Linked DNA regions of Mus musculus: region 2 is linked to region 1. A link is a contact called in public ChIA-PET data. All regions are on one chromosome and are shown on one strand. Each heading gives the region's core, a stretch centred on a gene start, on an enhancer-like site or on the middle of the called end of the contact. The rest is flanking DNA. Distances are from core to core; before and after follow the strand shown. Region 1 holds the start of Tbc1d22b (TBC1 domain family, member 22B). Region 2 overlaps Mdga1 (MAM domain containing glycosylphosphatidylinositol anchor 1).

Region 1 (4,865 bases), core at 1,483-3,982:
GTAGTCTTTGCCTGGGGTGGCCTTATCCTTGCACCTCCTCTCTTTCCCAGCTTTCCAAGTATGAGAATGATAGCCATGTACCGCCATCATGTGACATCGGCTCTTCTAAAGTCACAAAGGCCAGCACAAGTTCTGGCCATTTAGAATCAAGACAAAGGAAGCTGGAGAGATGGATCAGTAGCTAAGAGCGCTTCCTGCTTTTCCAGAGGACTGGAGTTCAATCCCTAGCACCCACATGGTGGCTCACAACCATCTATAACCCCAGTTCCAGGGGATCCCATGCCCTTCTCTGACCTCTGTGAGTATCAGGCACACAGATAGCGCACAGAGTCTCATACAGGCAAAACACTCATGTACATTTAAAAAAATCTAAAAAAATTAAATAAAAGAATAAAGATAATTATCATCAGTCACAAGGAGACTTTAGTATATTCTCCTGTTGTACAACACTATCCTGAGAGCCAAATATATTTGTATAAAGTCATATGTGTAAAGTTTTGTCCTAATTGAACATGGCTTTGGTGTCATGGGGAGGCACTGAGTACACCGGCTGGGGAGGGGGTTCCATCTGGGTGGCTATAGGGGAAGCAAACATCCATGCTTCATGCAGATTTTCCAGTGTATCTGCTTTAGGGTCGCCCACACTCCTAACTACAACCCATCTCAAACTCTGTAAGTAAGCCTAATAAACTCATGAGTGAACTCTGGTGGAATCAAACTTTTGTTTGTTATTGGGATTGTGGAAGGAGAAGGGTAGAAGACTGTTTAGTTTCCTCCTTCTCCCTCCTCCCCCTCCCAAGAAAATTCTTTCACTTTCTTAGGGGTTAGTGTGTCTGAAGAGAGAGACAGTATATATAATAAATCTTTAAAGGGAAAAATGATAAGATACAAGTCTATAAAAGAACAGTGGTTCAGTAGAAATAGCCCTTTTCATCTAACTCTTATCATGCTTATTACTTTTTACATTTACTTTATGTATGTGAGTACCCTGTTGCTGTCTTCAGACACACCAGAAGAGGGCATCAGATCCAATTACAGATGGTTGTGAGCTACCATGTGGTTGCTGGGATTTGAACTCAGGACCTCTGGAAGAGCAGTCAGTGCTCTTAACCTCTGAGCCATCTCCCCAGCCTCCTATCATGTTTACTTTTATTTGTGTGTGTGTGTGTGTATGTGGTGTGTGTGTGTATGTGGTGTGTGTGTGTATGTGGTGTGTGTGTGTATGTGTGTTAACAACATGTATGCAATGTCCACAGAAGCCAAAAAAGGGTGTCTGATCCCTTGGATCTGGAATTTCAGGCCATTATGAGCCACCTGTTGTGGGTACTTGGGAACCGAACTCAGGTCCTCTGAAAGGGCAGCACATGCTTTTAACCCCTGGGCCACCTGTTCAGGTCTACAGTCCTAGTCTTTTAACATTAGCAAGCAAAAGAAGCCTGAAAACTGGGAGTAATGTCTATGTAAAAAGAAATCACTGAGGGACATATAGAAGGTGTTTCTTTAGGTGGGAAAAGAAGGAGCCTTGAGAATTTGCCAGTATGTTGGGCCAGCAAGATGGCTCAATGGGTATAGGGGCTTACAGCCAGTCTTGACGACCTGAGTTCGGTGAGAAGAGAAAACTGAAGTTCTCCTTTGACCTCTCTCTCTCTCTCTCTCTCTCTCTCTCTCTCTCTCTCTCTCCTCTCTCTCTCTCTCTCACACACACACACACACTGAATAAATGTAATGTATTTTTCAATATTTAGAAACCCTAGGGTGTTAGTACAGAGATGGATTGAGCAGTAGCTCGCACATATCCACAGTTCCTTGTCTGAACAAACATTTCTTCGGAGTAGAAAAAGGAAGTACCCTCCATCTTCCCCCAAATGTCCCAGAACACACTCAAAAAAGAGAGGTAGTCATTAACATGACACCCAAAGGAGACAACATGCTAAAATTAGATCTCATTTTGAGTCAAAATTAGATTGAAAAATGAATCTATAGATGGAAGATTTATAGCCAGTTAATAAAGGAGTTGAGGATATTGGGGGTACATCCTTCATCTTCCTGATTGTTGCCATGGGGATGAACAACGTCCCTAGAGAAAATGCTACTTGGAGGATAAATTAGTATTTCCTAAGCATGACTTCTCAGTATCTGGATCCTCATAACCAGAAAGAGTCAGACCCGAAGAAGGGATTACATCACGAAGTTCAGTTAGCGGAAGAAAGGGGGAGTCTGATAAATCAACTGCTACTCATACAACAGTTACCCGCACTGGGGTATGGCCGGAACTGTCCTCTGCGAAACTAGGACCATAAGGGAACAAGGCGGGGGTGGGGGGGTGGGGGGGTAACCACCCTGGGTGCCATTGAGGTGAGGGACATTAAAAAATGTTCATTATTACATGAGGCCTTCCTTTAAAGACTAATGTATACAAATGTTATGGTTTCTCCTTACCCCTCTCCACCAAGACAACCCCAGAACCTCAGCCCATCAAAGGCAACAGTCCCATCTACTTCTTCCTCGCAGTACCTGGTTCTCTGCCTCCGGGGAGTAGGAACTTTCAGCCCCGCCTTCCTGCCCATCTAAGCCCCGCCTCCCCGGCCCACCTGTGTGCCCAGCCCCTGACGTTGCCGCGGGCCTTCAGCGGCCCGCAGGATCCGGGATCCTCATTGGTCCATCCGCCCACCGGCCTGCTCAGCCCACCAATGGCAACGGTGTTGGGCGGGGGGAGTGCCCACATCCAAGATGGCGCCCCCAGGAGCTGGGAGCGGGTGACCGGCGGCGGGGAAGCGGCCTGGGCTGGCCCTCAGATTGCGGGGTCCCGGGGGCCTGTCGCGGGGCCCCCCCGTGACCCACCGACCAGGCCTTCCCCCGGGCCGGAGAGATGGCCGCCGAGAACAGCAAGCAGTTCTGGAAGAGGAGCGCCAAGCTACCGGGGAGGTGAGCCCAGGACGCTGAGGGGAGTGGGGATTGGACCCAAAGCCTTCCAGATCCTGGTCCCTGAATCCCTCCGTCTTGGGGTACCCCCGAGGCCGGAGGGCTGGTGTCGGAGTAGCCCAGGCTGGAGCAGCTGTCAATCAGAGGAGCCTGGCCAGCTTGGGTGTGGGGTGCAGACTGGGGTCTGGGGGCGGGGAACCTCAGCTGGGAGGTGTCAGGGGACCAGTGTGAGGGGCAGTGGAGTTGGGCGAGTTGCCATTGTCAGCGTAGCCGTGGAGGGCCACCTGCAGACCGCTTCCGACTTTCTACAGAACTCCTTAGGGGTCTCCAACAGCATGGGTGGCTGCTTGCATGAGGGTTGGTGGCCCCATGGCCTTGGTTCCCAGCCCATCATCACATTCCTGTCTTCCCTTGGACTCCCAAAGGGGTTCTGATAGGAGAGCCTGGGCCAGGCCTGCAGGGGTATGAGCAAGACAGGGGAGGGGGAATTCTCAAGCCTGACCTTACTCTGTCTTGAGTTGGTCCTTTCTTTTGAGAAATTATTACAGGGTGGCCGCAGGGTGGAGAATAAGTTATTCCTTCTGGCATCCCGGAGAAGTGATGATTTTTCAGTGTGGATGCATTAAGTTCTTTTATTCTTGTTTTGTTGGAGAGCAGACCTTTCAAGCAACTTATTCCCTTAGTGTTTCTTTCTCTTGTTAGTGTATGTTGACACTGAGCAATTGTCTCTCAGTCAGGCTGCCTTTTGGTTTACTGGTTCCGTTTGTTTTGGGTGATGTCCTGAAAAATGAAAGCCCTATGTGTTTCACTACTGAATTTAAGATTTCTGCCAGCCACAGGCTGCTTGGTGTTAAGAGTTTGTGTCTGGTCACCGCCCTCATGAGTTCTATCCTTAGTGATTTTCCTGTTAAGTCTTTTTTTGTTCAGGTGTAGTCCTTTGACCTGTGACCTCGCACTCTTCCCTTCCTCCTTTCCCTCTCTCTCTCCCCTCTTTCCCATTCTCTCTCCTCCTTCTCTTCCCCTCCCCCTCCCTCTCCTCTTTCTCCCCCTCTTCCGTTCTCTCTTCACACTGTTGAAGACACTCTGCCACTGAGTTACACACAGCCCTCGCCCCCTTCTTCAAGCGAAAGAGAAACTGAGAGTCAGCATTGGCTGTGTAACTTTTCTGAGCTGTCATTACACACGTGGAGAAAGTTGAGGGACCAGGTTTTAGCAATGTGTGCTAATATAATAGCAGGGGAGGCAAAGCTAGCTTTGGGTTGAAGTGCTGTGGGGCTAGGGTGTTCACACATTGAACAGTGACACTGTGTTTTTAGATAAGCTCCGCTTCCTGCCACAGATTTCTTTTCCTTCCTGCTTGAGTGAGCTCTCCAGCTGCGTGGACTGCTCTTCTCTGGGAGTTTGCTCTGGAGGGGTCATTTCATTTTGATATCCTAAGATAACGATCATTGGGAAAATGGTGACGTCAGGAAGCAGGGGTGAGGACAATGGGCGATGGATGGTCTTTGTGCCTTTGGACTGCCAGATGTGGTGTATTAATGGCCTTTTGTCTTTTTCTTCTACTGGCCTACAGGAAGTCAACTTTTTAAAAGTACCACTTTAAATAATTATATTTATTCATCTACTTAATCAGTGTGTGTGTGTGTGTGTGTGTGTGTGTGTGTATGTGTGTGTGTATGCCACAGTGCTCACGTAGAGGTCAGAGGACAATTTACAGGAGTCAGTTCTCTGCTTCCACCCCGTGGATCTCAGGGCTTGAACTCAGGTCATCAGGCTTAGCCGCAAGCATCGTTATCTGCTGAGCCTTTTTGATGGCCCAAAAGCATTGCTTTTGCTAGCTAGGAGGATTCTTCAGTTTCTTCAAATCTCTGGCTTCCTTTTTCATTTTGAAACATAGAGCCACAGAGGCAAGAATCTTGGAGTCCAGGTCACCACCATTTATC
Region 2 (4,865 bases), core at 1,173-3,672, 290 kb after region 1:
TAATGTTTCTCTCTGGGTATCTCTTCAGGTTCCTAAGTCCCACTTTAGGCTCTGTGTCCCTAAAGAGGAAGGGAAGTTAAGGACTGGGGTCTCACCTGACAGGCTGGGCAAGTTGATAGCTGAAAAGCAAGCAAGGGAACCAAGTCAGAACAAAGAGTGCCCAGGCTGGGGAGCAGAGGGTGGGGGTGTGGGAGGAGGAGGGGGAGGGGATCTTTGGGGCCAGGACTGGGGACCAGTGGGCCTGGCCCACAGGGACAGGTAAGTGTGAACAGTGGGGTGCTCCCAGTTCGAAGGCTGTGTAGAAAGGGTTTATGGGATGGGCCCACTCCCCCTGCCACCGCCATCACCTACGCTCTGTGTAGTGGATGATGCGGGAAGCCATGTCACCAGCCCCAAAGGTGGTGTAGGGTGTGAGGCGGATCTCATAGCTGTGGGGTACTCGGAGGTCAGTCAAGATATACTCCAGCAGCTGTCCCTTCTCCACACGACGAACGGGGATGGCCTTGACCATGGCATTGTGCTGGTTCAACTGTGGATACAGGGGTGTTCCCAGATGCCCAAAAGGCCACAGCCTCCACTGGAGGGGGAGCCCAGGCCCTGGAATGCTTCAGGAGAGTGGAAGGAGCAAAGGTCTGGGACAGCAGGCCTTTGGTTTCCCCATCTTTGAGACACAATACTTTGCTGTCCCAGGCCCTGTCCCAGGCCTGTCTCTATGCTAACAATAATATATAATAGCATACTATAGGAACAGGCATGGGACAATTAGTGTGTCCTGGGCACTATAAAGTGCTTAGGCAGCATCAATTCATCTAATATTCAAAAACAACCCTCATCTTGAAATAATAACATTGTCCCACTTCACTGATAAGCAAATGAGGGTCAAAAGAGCTGTTAACTTTCTCAGTTGCTTTAGCAGCTGGCTCTGCCCCCACCTAAGCCCTGTTCTCAAGGGCCACAGTCTCCCCCTTCCTGACCCCCACTACTGCCTCTTGGCCAGATCAGGACCTCATCGATGAGGCAGGCATGAGGGTGGCTCACAGACTGAGGTTTTGTATCACAGAGTCCCCCACCTCAGCCCTGGACACCAGAGTCGATGTCCATTCTGTGAATCAAACTGGCCTTGCCCTGAGCCCAGCTGTCTTATGTCTGCTTCTCAGCTGTGTCCAGTAAGGAGGATACAGGTGTTCAGAGGCTCGTAGCTCTGGCCACTATATCTGGACTCAGAAAAATTGTCAAGACAGAAGGGGCCGGCCGGTGTCTGGGAACTCCTCCCTGTCCCTATTCCACCCCCATTGCCCCCGCACATTCCATGCTCCATTGTGCACGTGTCATGCCAGGCACACCTGTCGGATGCTGAGTCTGTAGTTGAGCACGGGGTCCACAGCATCGGGCTCTCTCTGTGTCCACTGTAGCACATAGGAGTAATTCTTGGACAGCTTGTGGCTGCGGGTGGGGTTGGGGGTGTCGAAGTAAAACTCCGGGCTGTAGGCTTTGGCTGAGAGGGCAGGGAGGGGGGCATGGGGCCATGGAAGGTGGGGATGGGGTAGGGTGGGGTGGGAGAGACACAGAGAGAGGAGCCGTGGGAAAGAGGAACAGAGGTGGAGGCAACAAAGAGAAAGGGGTGTCGTGAGGAGAGTTGGTGTTGGAAGGAGAGGGGATGATGAAGGTGGGTGGGGGTGGGGGAGGGGGCGGAGATGGAGGGGGCAGATTGTAAGTCCCAAAAGGGGGGATGTTGGTGAGGATAGAAAGAGGAAAGGCCAAGGAAGAAAACAGAAAGATTGGTAAAGACGAGGGCCGGGCATATAGAGAGGGAAGAAAGAAATGATAGGTGGAGGTCAAAAGGTTGGGAGATAGGAAAAATGGGGGAACAGGGAGGGAGGACGGGGGAGGTGGGAAATGTCACAGGGGCCTCTGGCTGGCAAAGCTGAGTGGGTGGGGAGAGGCCTGGAAGGGGGCCAGTGACCTGCAGCCTTCTCTCCTGCTATTGAGGAGGTGGAGGAATGCAAGAATTGAAGGATTCACCCCGTGCTTTTTGGGGGCTGCTGTGAAAGCCGGGGGTTTCAGGCATCAGGGAGTCAGGTCCCTGAGGGTGCACTGCTACCTCTAGGGTGGCAACTGGGGAAAGGTTGGGGGTGGAGGGATGAGTGAGGAGGAGATTATGTTCTGCCTAGTCCAGCCTCAATCAGCTGTTCAGGGGCATCTTCTTCCCTCCAAGCTACAAGCTGGGTACCCAATGGTTTTACCCATTCGCACCCTCTGAGGCCAAGGACCATGGAGGAAAGACTTTGAGTTCTGGCTGAGATGGGACTGGGCCCAGATTTTGATTATGGGCGGGGCTGAAGGGACAGAAGCACAGAGCCGGCCAAACCTACCCTGGTGCATTTGAAAGGGGGCGTGGCCGTAAGAGGCCAAAGAAAGGAACTGAACAGTCAATGGTAGGGAGAAACCAGGAACTGGGGTAGAAGGGCGTGGTCTTAAGGGGGCGGGCCTTCAAGAGGAGGAAAAAAGTCTTAGAAAAGACAAATGCCTAAAGACTGCAGGAGCTAGAAGGAAAGAGCAGCCCAGGCAGGGGGAGGGGTACGGGGAGAGGTTGGGGTGGATGACGGAGCCTGGTCCCAGGAGGGTATGGGCGAGCAGGCGGGGGTGGAGCTGACCGGACGCTCACCGGAGACCTGGAAGAGGCAGGTGGCTGAGCCCACGTCGTTGGAGACGCTGCACTCGTAGTTGCCGCTGCTGTCACGGGTCAGGGCGTCCAGGCGCAGCTCGGCGTGATCGGGGGTCTCCACAGCAGCGGCGGGGAGAACAGGCGGTGGGGGCAGCAGCTGTCCTTTGAAGCGCCACACGGCCGAGGCGATGCGCTGAGGACTGCCACGCAGAAGCGAGCAGCGCAGGAGCACAGGCCGGCCCAGCGCCTGGCGCACGTCCTGGGAACTGGGCTCCACCTCTGGAGGAACTGGGGACCGGGACTACCGTCAGTAGGACCATGGAGGAAGCAGCTCATTTGTCCCCCTGTCCCGTGACCTTGGCCTGGGAGGAGCTCAGGGTCGGTGCCTACTTGAAACTCACTCATACAACACCCCCACACTCAGACTGCGGGCCATTCACTCCAGCCATCCTTCCTAGACTGGGCCAATAGGCCTCTGGGCCTCTGGGCCTCTGGTCGTGCATCAGTGGGTCCCCTTGACCAACACATAATGAAAGACCGCAAAGCCTGTGAGCTTGGAGCATTGACTAGAAAACTGGTTCAAATCCCAGCCTTGCTGTGCAAACTGAAGCAAATTACTTCCCTGTGCTTTGGTGGAAAGGATGTCAAGGAGTTTTTAGGTGGTGTGCACACAGTAGGAGGAGGGGTGGGGTTGGCATAGGTTGAATGTCTGGGGAGGGGACTCACAGTGCACTGTCAGCTGCACCTGAGCCTCCCGGGGTCGTACGTTGAAGCCATTGTAGCGAGCTGTCTGGCAGCGGTAGGTGCCGCTCATGTCGCGGCTCACACTCTCCAGCCGCAGCTTCCCATCCGGAGTCTCCTCCAGGGCCAGCCCCGAGGGCAGAAGGGCGGCCTCCTTGTCCACCCGAGACCATAGCACTGGAGGCCGGGGCTTGCCACGAACTTCGCACTGGAGCTCAGCAGGAGAGCCCTCCCTCACTGTCACCACTGCTCGGCCCTTGGGCACACTGATGGTGGGTGGTACTGGAGGAGGGTGGAGAGGGGTGGACCGAGTTAGGGTCCGTGGTCTCTGACCTGTTGCCCATCCAGGCTGGCCTTGAACTTGCTATGTAGCAGAGGCTAGCTTTGAATTTGTTCTGTTTCAGACTCTCAAGTGCTTTTAATTTCTCCTTCCCAGCCCCTCAGCTTTTCTTACAGAAGTATTTTTATATTTATTTATGTGTATATGCATGTGTATCCACATATGCATGCATGGCCCAAGGAGGCCAAAAGAGGGCACCGGATCCCGGAACTTTCGTTAGAGGGCATAGTGAGCCACCCTGGATTTCTAACCTGGATGCTGGGAGCCTTGAGCCATCTCTCCAGCATCCCTTTAGCTTTTCTTGCCTACAGAATCAGCAAGAAATGTTTGTCTATCTCCTAACATCTTGTAGCCCTTCTTCCAAAGTAATAAGGATACTTGGTTTCAGTAAGACCCACACCACTCAGAATAGAAACTACATTTCCCAGCATGCATCTGAATAAACGCTGACCAATGTAATATTAAGAAAATTCAGGTCTTCCTGCAGGTCAGGATGCAGATCACTGGCCTCTGGTGGAGCCACCATTGCAGAGGTGACAACAAACTGGTGGCACCTAGAATCCTGAGGAATTTGTGGAGGCCAGCCGCCATCCTAAGCCAGTCTGCTCCACAGCCAACTTCTACACGACAAAACAACACACATTTAGTTTGTGTGCAGGCTCAGGATGGAGCTCCGGGCCTTATACATGCTAAGCCAGAGGCTCTGCTGGTGAGCCACACCCCAGTGGCTAAATCACTATTAATTAGAGTTCCATTATTCACAGCTGAACCCACTCTGCCCCAACACACTGCCAAAAGGAGGGGTTTTTAGAAGACCTCCTTGGGTCTCTGCCCACATCAAACATTTTATCATTAAATGTCAAGTATTGAGCATTAACTATAATTAAATACAAAATGACTATTTGTAAATAACTATACAACCCAGGCGAAGGTCCGGAATAACTATACAACCCAGGCGAAGGTCCGGTTATCTCGTTTATGATTTGTATCCTGCCAACATTTGTGCAGCTCTTGGCTTGCATTTCACGCCTTGCTCTTCCTATTTTGGAGCCAGTTGGTTCTTCCCCCACCCCCTCCAGGTCTAAATTGTCTCTAGAGGCTTTTACAAGGCTTCCATGC

The links. ChIA-PET counts read pairs in DNA pulled down with a chosen protein or histone mark.
Region 2: a contact with region 1 is called in an RNA polymerase II ChIA-PET map of memory CD8 T cells, with 7 read pairs. The contact joins the enhancer-like site here to the promoter of Tbc1d22b in region 1. A contact is called at or near these places in 8 of 115 datasets of contacts at active chromatin or transcription factors (T-cell acute lymphoblastic leukemia, bone marrow-derived macrophages, embryonic stem cells and 3 more) and 3 of 9 other capture datasets (adipose tissue, liver and pancreatic islet).

Annotation. Positions count from the first base shown.
Region 1 is chr17:29,547,070-29,551,934 of GRCm38.p6, forward strand. Tbc1d22b (TBC1 domain family, member 22B) reads left to right here and starts at 2,733. Exons shown (of 13, transcript NM_198647.1): 1 at 2,733-2,925. The coding sequence starts at 2,870. It overlaps Tmem217 (transmembrane protein 217), which reads right to left and starts at 2,524. Exons shown (of 3, transcript NM_001162901.1): 1 at 2,440-2,524.
Region 2 is chr17:29,839,454-29,844,318 of GRCm38.p6, forward strand. It overlaps Mdga1 (MAM domain containing glycosylphosphatidylinositol anchor 1), which reads right to left. Exons shown (of 17, transcript NM_001368423.1): 8 at 3,392-3,688; 9 at 2,666-2,953; 10 at 1,344-1,495; 11 at 352-529; 12 at 96-119. Among named protein-coding and RNA genes, the nearest start is that of Mdga1, 47 kb to the right of the region's middle. Within about 2 kb of position 2,423, at least 124 of the 459 cell types and tissues checked have an H3K27ac peak or open chromatin away from gene starts, as enhancers often do. A contact at or near this core is called in adipose tissue, bone marrow-derived macrophages, embryonic stem cells and 1 more, where this site is marked.